Linked DNA regions of Oryzias latipes: region 1 is linked to region 2. Evidence: chromatin contacts called from public Hi-C data. All regions are on one chromosome and are shown on one strand. The core of a region is the stretch at or near the end of the contact, and the rest is flanking DNA. Distances in the headings are between cores, read along the strand shown.

Region 1 (6,806 bases), core at 837-3,336, 46 kb before region 2:
ATCACTCCTGTCTGTCCTTCAGGGACCCGGCTGCAGGCCTGCGGAGCCTGTACGAGTTCGTTCAGTCCAGTGTGGTTGAATCCAGTGGTGGTGGGGGGGCGTCGGCAGAGCAGTGGGGGCCTCCTGTGTTGCTGATGGATGACGTCAGCGTGCTCCTGAGTCTGGGAGTCCGTGTTGGAGCTGTGTTGGACTTCAGCCACTACTGCAGGACCACAGTCTGTTCCCAGCTGCAGGTTCACATTTCCTCCACTGAGGTTATGGTTGTTGTCCAAATTGGAGGGCTGCGTTCTTCCTGGGCTGCATTTTACGTCACAGCGCCGTGACAAGCTGTCCAAAGTCAACGACTCCTTCAAATGTGGCAAACAAATATGGCCTTCTTTTTCCCGATTTCAGGGATCGGTCTGGTGTATCCTTCTATACTGTCCGTATCCCAAGATGCATTGCAGCCGAACCAATGACAACAATGGCGGACTGTGAAGCGGAATCCGGAGTTGGAAATAATTACACCTTTCTATAGTTACACCTCCAAGATTAAAAGTTGGATCAAATAACGCAGGAAATTTTGAGCTCCATACCTGGTTCACTACTCCTCTCCTCTCTGTTTGGGACTCACGGTTGCTTGGCGACAGGACAGTCGCCGATGTAACGACTGTAATTTTCTAAAGGCTAGACTCGTCCAAATTCACAGCCGTTATCATCCCGCCTACCCGCTGGACGAAGGACCCGGTCAATGTCGGCCGCGAAGGCCGCTGCCCTCGAATGTGGACACACCCAATGTCTCCCATGAGGTTGTCACAGCCAGATTTACATTTCATGATGTGTTTGGCTGCAGGGCAACGTGGTGATGCTGGTGCGCTGTGACGGGGAAGCAGAGGAGGACGATGCAGACGATGAAGGCTCGGAGCAGCTGATGAGGGGCCTGACCCACCAGAGCTGCCTCACTCTTCATGTTCAGGGCCTCCCGACAGGCTACTGCAGAGACATTCATGGTCAGGTGTGTGTCTGAACCTTACTTAGGTTGATTTGCTCATGGATTTCAATCTTTTCCTCATAAATGTTAGCAGAACATCCAGTAAAATGTACGTGTAGTTTTTCTTTCAAGCACCATATAGAGACAACCTCTTTATCTTCTAAAATCTAGACTACCGGACATTTTATACATTTTTATGGCCCTTTTAGGCTTTCTCTTTAAGACAAAACAAGGCGTTCAGTTATATGGGATGATTACTAACGATAAGTGCTGATCCTTTAAATTAATTTACAAATCTGAGTATTGGAGACATTTCAAATGTTTTCCAAAAGAAAACTTGTGTTGAACCGTCTGTGGAGGCTCATTTCTCTCCGGTGGCCTGGGGATTTCTTAATATTTCATAGGATCTCAATGTTCCCCTTATCACCTCGTCCCAAAGGAAATGGCAGAGATAAAAAGATAAGCACTTTCTTTGGCAACCTTGCCTAAAAATAAAACATTTGCAACAACAAAAAAAGTACCAGTAAGTGGTTTTAACTAATGATTATCATCTTTTATTTTTTTATGAGTTTATGGAACCATTTGGGACAGAGAAAATAGGAGTATTTCTTGTTTTCCAGGTGGAGTTTTGCTGGAAAAAGAGGCAAAGTGATGGGCAGCATGCGCCAAAGAAAGTCTTCCAGTTCAAGGTCCACGACAAAGGAGTCTCCTTTTTTGCTCGTGGGACATCCCGTGCTGTTCTCTAGATTCACCAGTCAGCATCAGAGTTTGTCTTACCTGCTAAAGCTGACCAAACACTTTTTATATTTACTGATGAGATGTAGGCACTTAATCTTGTCAGCTGATGGTTTGATTATAAAGATTTCAATTACCTCCAGCTTTGACATTAACTGCAAACTTGTGCTCTTATCTGTTTTTGGATGGCTTTTACTTTTTCATTTTGAAAATAAAGACAAAGAAAATACTAATTAACAAAACAAATATGAATACTGTTTTTCTTTTATTTTTTTAAATAATAACTACTTTGACATTTTATACAATTAAGAAAAAAATTGTCAACCATTGTTATCATTTGCGTCCACTAGAGGGCGCTGTGTCCCTGCGCTTCCAAGTTGGTGGGTGAGAGGTCGAAGGCGAGAGGTCTCCATGTGATTTGACAACTAGTTTTGACGCGGTCCTCACGCATGTCATCACCTAGAAACGGGGAGTTTACCTGAAGCAAATTTCCAGAATAAGGAAGTAGTCCAGTTTCTGTTAACCTACAAGGACCGAGCTCCTCCAGGCAAGTTTAAACGATAAACCTACAACTAATTAGCATTAGCTTCGTTAGGAATAGTAGCAGATGTGGGGAGATGGTTTGTTTAGTCTGTTTATAAATTTAGTACATTGTCGTAGTGGTGGTTTAGGTTGCAATTTTGCGCGTTTTGTTTGAAAGAAATACGTATCCCAATAGAAATACCTTTCCTAAACATCCCACTTGAATACTTCTAAGTAGGCTAACGTCGGCACTTCAAATGCATTTAAATTAGTATATTTGTGTTTTTGGACAAGTACCCCGGTAATTGTGAATATAAAGTCTATACTATTTATCGTTTATACAGGTTAATTGAGCTCTTATGCTCCAGAAACCGTTTTACGGCGAAGCTAGCAAACCTATCAATTAGCATGTTAGCTTGATGCTAGAAGAAGTTGATGTCAGATTCTCAAAACAAAGAAAAACGTGGACGCAATATATTGTTTAAAGTCCTCCAGTTTGTGTTGTTTTAGTTCTGAAACTCGTTTTATTTATGCTAGCGATCAACCCAAGTAGATCCCCACACAGGTAACGAAAGCTGGCTAACCATTTGATTTGTTTGTTGTGCTGATTTCTCGTTCATGTTTGTATCCTTTTAGCTTCTCCACCGTTCGATCCGGATTTTCAAAAATTATAATAATTTAGATCTTTGTTAGGAATAGAGTTGATTAGCTGGTGGGGGTATGATATCATATTATTACTATTAATTTTTGATGAATGGCTCCAAGAAGAAACTGTTTATTATGTTCAGTCAGACTGAGTTTCACGTTTTCTTCTCCTAGTATATTCTTGGTCTCTTTTATCTTTTTAAAAGTTCCATTTGAATGGCTTAAAAATATCTAGTTTAACGTTATTTCTGGATAAATCTCAGACTTATGGTGGCTTATATGATAAGTCTTGGTAGGTGATGTTGCATCATCATTGCATGATTCCTTCCATCTTTGACTTTATATGCCGTTTTAACATGGTGTAAGGAATGCAGGAACTAGACTGCCTGCAACACATTATTAGTTATTGCATTATAGTTACTCATTGGCAGAGCCTTTTGCTCCTGTTAGCAGCCGCGCTTATAAATGGCAGTGTTGTGTCACGCATACTACACTCTTGTTTCTGCATTTACAACAGGACCAATGTTCTCCGATAAGGCGTTTATGCCTCAACATGATGTAGTTATGTCACCAAATTTTGATCCAATTATGTCTCACTGAATGGATGCAGCCTAAAGCTCTTAGGAATGTTGGACATAGCAGAGTAGGGAATGTTCTGCTGGGAATAAAGACTCAATATGTGGCTGGAACATGGAAAGTTTGGGAATGTTTTTAAAATTGCAATTTTGAAAGGTGCTGAGCAAAGGTATGTTGTTGTTTTTCTGCTCCTATTCTTGCTCACAACCCGGTGAAGTAATCTGTTTTTAATTTAGTCTGAAAGCAGACTGGGTTTAGTTTTTCCATTTAATGAAAGCTTTTATTTATTTATTTTGTGGTTTGTTTGGGGGAAAATGTTCCAATTAGAGGTTCCGGCATTTGCCGCCTCATCCATGCTATCAGAAAAGGCTTTCTAATCAATCACTGGTTACCTGCCAAAAGGTCTGAAGGAGAACACAGACTCACCAGCTGCTTACCAGCACTTGACTCGCTGGCTGAAGTTTATTTTCCACTCTGGTTTGTCTTTTGAAAGACATGTGAATGTCTTTTACACAGTTAGCAGAGGAGGAGGAAGGCTATGGGAGGTGGCCACAGGGCCAGCGTCCCTCTTGTTGAGTGTCCGATCAACTCAATCCCAGATTAGTTTACTGACGGAGTCGCTGCTGAGCCCTTCCCAATTCAGACCTTGCAGTTGCATCCAGGATACCTTGTAGCACTCGGTGAACTGGATCGGCAGCTGGGGGATGGAGGCCTTCTCTGGGACCTTTGAATGAATGCTTAGGACCAGGACCCGGCTTGCAGACCACACTTCCTCAGCGACAGAATAGAAGGGCTCCAACTTCAAAAGCCTCCTTGCCGAAGCCATTGTGCAAGCTTTCTGCAACGTTGCTGTGTTTACTGTGGAGTATTTATAACAGCAGATCAAGAGACTCCAGAGGAACATTTCCTCCCAGGGAATGTTTCCATCGCTCCCGGGGGCAAAAGCCGAGCAGTTGTACTCTGCGGCTGAACCAAGAAGGGAGCTCTGTGTCAACCAGAAGGCTCAGATTAGACTGAAAAAGCCCAGTGCTGCCTCTTTCAGGGGACACAAACAGGTGCGATCCAGAGAGAGAAACTGGTCTCTCATTAGCAGGTATGGTCTTAAAGTGAAGCTGGAATATTACTGACACACCGGCTGACGTGTTGTTCCGGCGAAGTTTCAATTTCTACCTTTGCATCAGATTTGTGTAGAAGTCAAAGGAGTGAAAGCCGGTACACATCTGGCTACATTAATGTTTGTGTAAGAAAAGACTAGTTAAATATTGTAATTGAACAAACAGAACAACCAGCAGTGAGCTGAGTAAACACTGATACAAGAGCTGAGATTGAGCCGTTTGATGAGAAAGCAAAGAGGCAAAAACTTTAGAGTTCTAGTGGAGCATATCTGTTGTTTTTCTCCATCTTGTTGAGATTTCATATAAATATGTTTGTGATTTTGTTACTAATTTGCTCAAGTTTCTTTTTCTAGAGTTAAAGCAGTTATCTGTATTTGTCATTTATTGACCAGGTTTACGTATATATTTTACTTCAAACAAATAAAAAAACAAGAACTGTTTCATTCTAAAACTTTAAAATGTTTTAATGACTGTAATTCATTATTAATTACATTCAGACTCTTAAAAAAGGGCTGTGGTTGCAGCTTCTTTAAACTAAACTTAATATTATCTAACCTGTTTAATATTGATATGTCTTTGTTTATGATGAAAGCCCTCTAAAAGTATTTGTAATTATTAGCTTTTTTTGAGAGTTTTTTTATTTTATTTTTCAGTTTTAATGTAAATGCAAATATATATATTCAACGAACAAAGTAGGGATTATATGTATTTGTTTATACTTTTTTCTTCTGATGTTGAAATTGCTGTGGCTAACGTGAGTCACACGGTTCAGATTTTCTATCTAAGAAAAGGAGACGCTAAGGAGTGGGATGTGTAGTCATGATTTGTGTGCGTTGGGTGTTTTGTACAGAAAGGAATGTGCCCACACCTTTCTGGGCTGCTGAATGAGTTGTGTGTCTCCGTGCTGTTTCACATGTGACCACCGTCGGAGCTGCGCCGAAGACAAAAAACACTCTGGAGGGAGAGATGTTCAGTGAAAAGCCAGTGGGCCGGTTTCAGGATTTTTTAATGCAATTTATGTCTAGGGGTGTAAAACCTAATTACCAGTAATGAATATTCATACAATCCAACCAGATTGATCCGTCTGTGGCAAGTTGTTAATCAAATTAACTATACAACTGTTTCAAAATTAAATAAATTAATATCAATATTGTAAAACACCACTGTGATTGAGATATAGTAGGTTTATTTCACTATAACATAAAAACAAAGTGCATCACAGTGGACAACACACACGTGATGTCAGCAAATAAAACCAAATGTGACCATACAGTGTGCTAGAATGTTCTAATAATATTCTGTTTGTATTATGTGAATGTGGGAAAACAACAGTGGGCTGAACTTTAGCAAACTAAAATGTCAATGCATTTACTATTAGTTCTTGTTGACTTGTTGGTTTGTACACATTTTTTATTTACACTTGATTATAGGGCTGCACAATATGAGGAAAACTCGCGATATTAGTGATCAATATTGCGATGACGATTTAACTTGCGATAAATGAACAAATAGCAAAAACAACAAGAACATTTCCATTTCACTGCAAAAGTTTAATTTAAATAAGAGTCAAAATACCTTAAATTATTCTCCAGATGACCATTGTCTAATTAGGAGGGCAACATCTAACATAAAAGCTCCATCCGATTGGTCAACAATGTGAAGGGCTCCGTCTGATTGGTCAAATGCATACAATGATTTATTATCATTAAATAGTTCAAGTTGCCTTAAGATTGTTTCAGCATATTTAAGGTTTACCATTTATTGAGATTTTCTCCGACCTTTGCGTAATGGATATTGCACAGCTTGAAATCATGATAACTTTATAATAAATTTGGGATTAATTGTGCTGGCCTACTTGATTATCTTGCAAGATAATACAAGTAATCTGGAAAACTTCACCTGCCCTGTTCAGTAATAGGTATTTATCTTCGAGTCCCACTGGTTGAAGTTTTAGCTAAAGATGTCCAGGATCTATTGTAGGTCAGTGGATCGGATCGTTTAAAATGAACCAAAATCGACTCTGAATCACCACTTTATTATTTCTATATTTATTTTTATTCTAAAGTGTAAAAAAAATAAAAGATTAGATAAATATTTAATCAGTAGGTTTCAGTGCAACTTGCAAATATGTAGACAAAACCAAATGCTAGCTTACTTTTAAACAGTTGCAGCTGAATTATCCAGAAAGAGTCGCTTTAAATAAACTCCTCAATAACTCATTCGGTTTTATTCTAGCTATTTTA
Region 2 (6,307 bases), core at 1,862-4,361:
CTTGTGCGCTTTAAACTGCAGTTTATCTCTCAAAAAAAGCAATTCTCTCTCTGTTTATGTGTTCATGGTAAAGTAAGTTTGCAGACTTTTATGAAAAAAAAAGACAAATTGCAATTTGGTGCTTTCTTTAGTTTTTTTTTTTTTTTTTTTTTTAGAATACTGGGGTAAAATGTTGAGTTTTTAGGGTAACGACACTCAGACAATAGTGCTACGTGTTTGGTGGATTATCGTAGAACTGGTTCAGATAAATGTGGAGGTGTTCTCTTTCATACAGAGATTCAGAGATACCCTCAGCACTGATAAGAATAACGTTCTCACCATACAAAACATCTCAGGACGTGTTGGAACACGCATCATCGTCACTTTGACTTAGACTTTGCTGTGTTCTTGTGAAAAAGAAGAGAACTACGGACGAGCTCTGATCCAAACAGGAAGAAAGTCTGAACATTTGAAGAAGAGCTGTGCTCGTCCCGCTGCAGGTGCCCCCGGGCAAGGAAGCATGCCTCCGTCTCCCTGTTATACCAGCGAGGATGTGATCAGCTGCCAGCTGACGCGCTCCGTGCAGTGCGCTCACCAGAAGCCCATCACAGTGCTGCGAGCGGCGGCGGGCCGCGTGGTCACCGGCAGCCAGGACCACACCGTCCGGGTGAGAACCTCAGACAGACGTTTGGGTTTTAACCTGTCAATAATTCATATTCGATCAATCTTTACTTTCATATTTTGATCTTGATTTTGAAAGTTTTCTTTTAAAGTAATTAATTTCAGGTAATTTTTAATGAAAAAAATGAAGCTTTTTAGTGAATAACAGTCTATTCAGTTGAATTTATTATGTATTGAAATATGTTTTCATTTCCGAATAAATGAGCTCTACAGCGCTGATGCTTTGACCTGTCGGGGTCCAGTCCTTCATTAACTATTGTCGCACCGGTCAGGTCTATCGCCTGGAGGACTCGTGCTGCCTCTTCACCCTGCAGGGTCACTCTGGAGGAATCACAGCCATCTACATCGACCAGGTCTCTTCTTCAAATATTCTCTTAGTTCAGAAAAGTGTCTCGTCAAAGTCAAATTTCAAAAGAAGCTTCATTTCTCGGTTACAATAACAATTATTTTTGTGCGTTTTTCTTTCTCCAGACAATGGTTCTGGCAAGTGGTGGGCAGGACGGCGCCATCTGCCTGTGGGACGTCCTGACCGGCAGCCGCGTCAGCCACGTTTATGGTCACCGCGGCGACGTCACGTCACTGGTCTGCACTACCTCCTGCGTCATCAGCTCAGGCCTGGACGACCTCATCTGCATCTGGGACCGCAGCACCGGGATCAAACTGTACTCCATACAGCAGGTAGACCGGATCCGTTCCAAAAACGTCTTCAGAAAACCTTCATGAGATGTGAATCCAATCTGTGAAGTCCACGCGTCCAAAGCTAAACTCGAAAGTTACTCATTTAAAAGAACATCATTTGTAAAGTTGTAGAAAGTATATCCCAGCTAAATGACCAATAGAATACGAAGTAACAGGAACAATTCACAATCCTCCAGATCAAACCAACAGCTTTGCAAAACTAAAAATCCGAGGAGTGAAACGTTGAAGGTCAGCTGCCGTTCTTTCCTCTCATCAGGACATGGGTTGTGGGGCCAGTCTGGGAGTCATCTCGGAGTCTTTGCTGGTGACGGGGGGCCAAGGCTGCGTCTCCTTCTGGGACCTGAACTTCGGCGATCTGCTGCAGACGGTCTACCTGGGCCAGAGCAGCGACAGTCAGGTTGTGCGGCAGCTGCTGGTGCTGGACAACGCCGCCATCGTGTGCGACTTCGGCAGCGAGCTGAGCCTGGTCTACGTGCCGTCGGTGCTGGAGAAGCTGGACTGATGGCGCTCAGTCGGGAACATTCACAATCGTGAATAGACTTGTTTTTATCAAAAGCGTCGGCTGCTGCAAGTTGCTGTGAGGAAGAAGAGCTGACTCTTCATCACCGTCGTGGAGTCCGTTAAAGAGAAGCTGTCCCAAGTTTGTGCTCTTTTTGTGTTTGTTTCGTGGCTCTGCCCTGAATGCTGCTGTGAAAGAGGAAACCGATGGTTTGAAGAAAACCTCCAGAGGAGGACGTTTTTATATGTACAAAACAAATTATTTATTAGTGATGTATTTTTGCGTAACGGTTTGTTTACAAACGGTTCATCCCAGATCTGAACGATGAAATGACAACGATGTGAGAGGCCGTTTGTGTGGAGATCAGGCTGGAAACGTGTTGACGCTGTGACGCGTCGGGGTAAAAACCAAACCCGGCTGTTACTGAAGCTTTGTCGTGCCCCGTCTTTATTCTAAGAACCGCTCAGATTCAGGACGACTGAGGGGTTTCTGACGTGATGGATCCATCTGAGATTTTTATAAAGGTATACTGTACTGGTTTTACAGAAATCAAATGAACAGATTTGAAATAAAGTACATTTTAATTAGTTCACAATTTTGGAGGGAAACTAAAGCAGTTTATATAAGATGGACGATTTTCAGTTCAAAACTTCTCGACTAGACCAGGAAAAGCTTGACGTTTCATGGAGAAATAACTATTTATAATTGTTGGTTGCCATGTTTTCATTCCAGAGGGGTTTTAAGTTCACCTGCAGCAAAGACCACTGAATAAACCCAAAAGTTTAGTGGAGATTGAATAACAAATACCAGAAATTCTTTTTTTTTTTTTTTGGTTAGAGCTTGTGATTTAGGATTTGTTTTGAAAATAAATTGACATTTCGGATAAAAAACATAAAAATGTTAATGGAAGCTGAAGTCGTGGGAGTTAAACCAGACAAAAGACATATTTACAGGACTCTAATGCTTTTATTGCAATATTTTATATTTTTAGGGGAAAAATTAAAGAAAATTCTCAAATTCTTTGATTTTGTAACAGCTTTAAATTTACATCAGATTTGTAAAATTGTAAGGATGGATTTTTCAAAAAGGGTTTTTAGAGGACAGCAGTGCATTTAACATTCACTTATGTGCAGAATCTGAATAATACGCTAATTTGAGTCATTTAGGTTAAAGTTAAAGTCCCAGCAGCACTTGAGCATGTGAGGTTTGGCTCATCCCCTGGGGGGTGGGGTGAGCTGCAGGCTTAGCCCCCCCCCCACCCAATCCAGCCCCCTAATGCTGAGCGTCAAACAGGGAGACACTGGGTCCCACAGACTTTGGTATGACTTGGCCATGGATTTGAACTCATGACCTTCCAGTCTCAGGGGGGGACACTCTACCACAAGGCCACTGAGCTGATAGATTAGACAGTCAGTGGTTTCTCATTTTTAAAGGTGGAGGGAAAAAATGTGAAGCAGAAAAGAATGATCCTGAAATGGATCCTGATGGTCATTCATTGATAAATTGATGACTTTGAGAATGAAAGCGTTTGGCTGAAATAGACTGGAATTAGTGGCGCTTGGGGCATTTCAACATCCTAAGTGTACCGTTTCACCTTTTACTGTATGTGTGTCCGCTGAATGTAGCCTGGACATGGAGAACTGCTTCACCCTACACAGTACAGCGCCGTCACTGCAAACCCCGCCCGACGCTAAGAGGCACTTTTGCAATCAGGAGAGGCGAATAGGTAGATTTGCACACACCTGCAGCACAGGTACCTGAGCATGTGATCAGCAGCATCGGCGCCGGTTCCTCTACACGGACCACGTTTAGCCGGGGAACGAGCGGCTGATAAACCAGAGTTTACGTTGGAATTTGTGACACAAAGCAGAAATGCTGCCTCAAAGCTTGTTTTTTCTTAGTTTTTTTTTTTTTTTTTACAGATTGTTAATTTTTAGACCATTTTAAAAAAATATCTTCTTATATGAAGGTGGTGTAAAGGTTAGCATTTTTTATTTTATTTTTAATCTAAATGTTCTCTTATAAAATGTCTATTTTCTGTAAAGGAACAACTGGAAACAGCTCTTTCTGGTGCGACAGACTGTTAGTTTATAATGAATGTTTTTAAAGCCTGCAGCATCGCCTGCTTCTGTCCCGTTTCTTCCATCAGGCTTTTTCTGCTTCAAACATCATTGACCGGACTGTGGGGGCAGGTTAAAGCTAGTTTTTTTTGTCTTTAGAACAGTAGATGTGAACGTTCTACTTTACTCTCAGATTTTGTCACGATCCTCCTTTTCCCGTGGCGGCTCGCAGTCTCAGCAGGCTGTAGTGGTGGGGTAACTTATTTACGTTTTTGTAACAAAACAAAAAAAAAAATAGAGAAAAAGTTTGTACTAATTTTCAAATAAACAGTCTTTAATAAGTCTTGTGGTCTACTGACTTTATTTAATAATTTTACAACAATGAACAATAATCAATCTCTCCCACATTGTTAAGGAAATAAACTTGTTAAGACGAGCTCATTTTTCTCCATTTGTTACCAAAATGACAGAATTGTTTCGGCCGACGTGATCTCCGACAGTCCTATAAATGATTATGGAAATGGACGTTGTGGAGGAAGTGCATGCTGGGAATCTTTGGAGGGGTGGGCAGATCTGAAGCTGGAGGTGCAGGAGTGCTTCCATCCACTAGCGCACAAAGAAAGCAGCAAAGGAGTGAAAGTCCAGACAAGTGCATAGTGATCTGGTCCCACAGGTCTCCAGGAATGAAAAGAACGATGGTGGGGGGGGTTCCATGTCTGTTTGAGAGGTGACACCGTGTCTGCCAACAGGCACATGTTGGTAACTAAGACCATTAAAATGTCTCCAGCACTCTTGGGATTCAGATTTTCCTTCTGAAAAAGCCGGGTTAGTGTGTTCTACTGACACCTGGTGGTTAAAAGCGGAAAGGCGGTTTGCAGAGGCGTCTCAGCGCTTGCCCAGGCTCCAGAGCGGGTCCAGAGAGCTGAGAGGGTCATCACCGTCACTGCCTCGAACCCCATGGAGACCCTGACCCTCTGCTGGCTGCAGGAAGCTCTGCTTGGTGACCCGCTGCTTCCCTTTCCCTCCCCCTTCCAGGGAGAAAGCCTCCGGAGTCAGAGAGGCCAGGAGCTCCAGGGATGAAGAAGCTGCAGCAGTGGAGGCTGGAGGTGGGCTGACGCTGGGCGGGGCTTCCGGGACAGGCTGGTGATTGGGTGGAGTAGGAGGAGAGAGACTGTCCAGTCCGTTAGGTGGTGGGGGAGATTGGGTCGGCGATGTGAGAGGCGGGCTCAGGGAGGAGGGCAGCTGGCAGTCTGTGGGGGGGCAGGGATCCTGCAGCAGCTGGATGTCACCCGTCGAGTCCAGGCCTGGAAGCATCGCCCCCATCGCCCCGGCCTCCGCCGTGGGGTCTGTGCTGGGGGGCCGGATGCTGAGCTTTGCGATGGTGGCCTGGATGGAGCTGATGGGCATGTCGCCGCCGAGGACGAGGTCGAGCTGAGACTCTTGTCTGGAGTAAGGCTGCAGAGATGAACAAGCGTCAGTACACAGATGGAAAACAGAACAGTTGTGATCCAACAGCAATAAATATTTTAAACATTGCTAGCAGTTGTCTTAATCATCTTTATGCCATTTCTAGCTAACATCTGAAAACCTGTGTCGTTTTCGAGGCCATGGTTTCTGCGAAGCTGCAGTAGTTCATCGAAAATTTGCCGACTGTCAGAGCAGAGAACCATTACTGATTACCGTCAACCATTACTGGAAGCTCTCCGTTTGCACTCTGCTAGCTTACAGCCCCTCACACCTCCAAGCTTTAGCTATCATACAACAAGGGTGAGGAACATTGGAGCAATCCAGCCGTACAGTTTGAACCAGATGCCAACTCAGACGAGGAAAACAAAGACGTTCAGCCTAAGTGATGCACCTTTTAGAAGTTGCAATTAATTTGCTGTCATTTCCTGTATTTTGATGCACTTTTTATTTATTAGCTGCAAATTAACAAATTATTTTTGTAATCAATAATGCACTGGCCTAAAAGCGCTTATCGTATCCATCTATCCATCCATTCTTCAATCTTTCCTATCTATGTATCTTTCTATCGTATCTATCCCATCCATCCATCCAGTCTCACAGGGACACATTGGGACACAATACCTGCTCAGACCAGAACCAACAGAAATCCTTTGGAGTAAATGTGAGCATAAACAGCAGTCAGAATCATCAGTCAGAGAGACTCGACTTCAGCAAAGTGATCAACAACAGGAACAGTTAGCTATTGAAACTACTCCTTCAAGTTCCATTTGATAATAAGCAGTAAAGGCAACTTTAGTACCAAGACACAAATAAAGACAATAATAACACAGACATTGTGTTACTCTTTCTACTAAAGGGATGTAATAAAGACCCAACTATAACAGAATGAGTTTCTCTGCTGAGATGATGCAGCATCAGACGT

Evidence for each region. A called contact is a pair of places that touch in the nucleus more often than the background predicts.
Region 1: a contact with region 2 is called in a Hi-C map of gastrula embryo, with 1.9 times the contacts expected there. The contact joins the promoter of scap here to the enhancer-like site in region 2. A contact is called at or near these places in 3 of 5 Hi-C or Micro-C datasets (embryo, fibroblasts and gastrula embryo).

Annotation. Positions count from the first base shown.
Region 1 is chr16:27,642,267-27,649,072 of ASM223467v1, reverse strand. scap (sterol regulatory element-binding protein cleavage-activating protein) reads left to right here and starts at 2,086. Exons shown (of 23, transcript XM_023964262.1): 1 at 2,086-2,252. It overlaps elp6 (elongator complex protein 6), which reads left to right. Exons shown (of 8, transcript XM_020710389.2): 6 at 23-233; 7 at 833-994; 8 at 1,591-1,951. The coding sequence ends at 1,716.
Region 2 is chr16:27,597,370-27,603,676 of ASM223467v1, reverse strand. It overlaps ptpn23 (tyrosine-protein phosphatase non-receptor type 23), which reads right to left. Exons shown (of 24, transcript XM_023964260.1): 24 at 4,263-5,373. The coding sequence ends at 4,804. scap (sterol regulatory element-binding protein cleavage-activating protein) reads left to right here. Exons shown (of 23, transcript XM_023964262.1): 20 at 480-646; 21 at 933-1,013; 22 at 1,132-1,338; 23 at 1,616-4,259. The coding sequence ends at 1,861. Among protein-coding and RNA genes, the nearest start is that of ptpn23, 19 kb to the right of the region's middle. Within about 2 kb of position 3,111, at least 1 of the 8 cell types and tissues checked has an H3K27ac peak or open chromatin away from gene starts, as enhancers often do. A contact at or near this core is called in gastrula embryo, where this site is marked.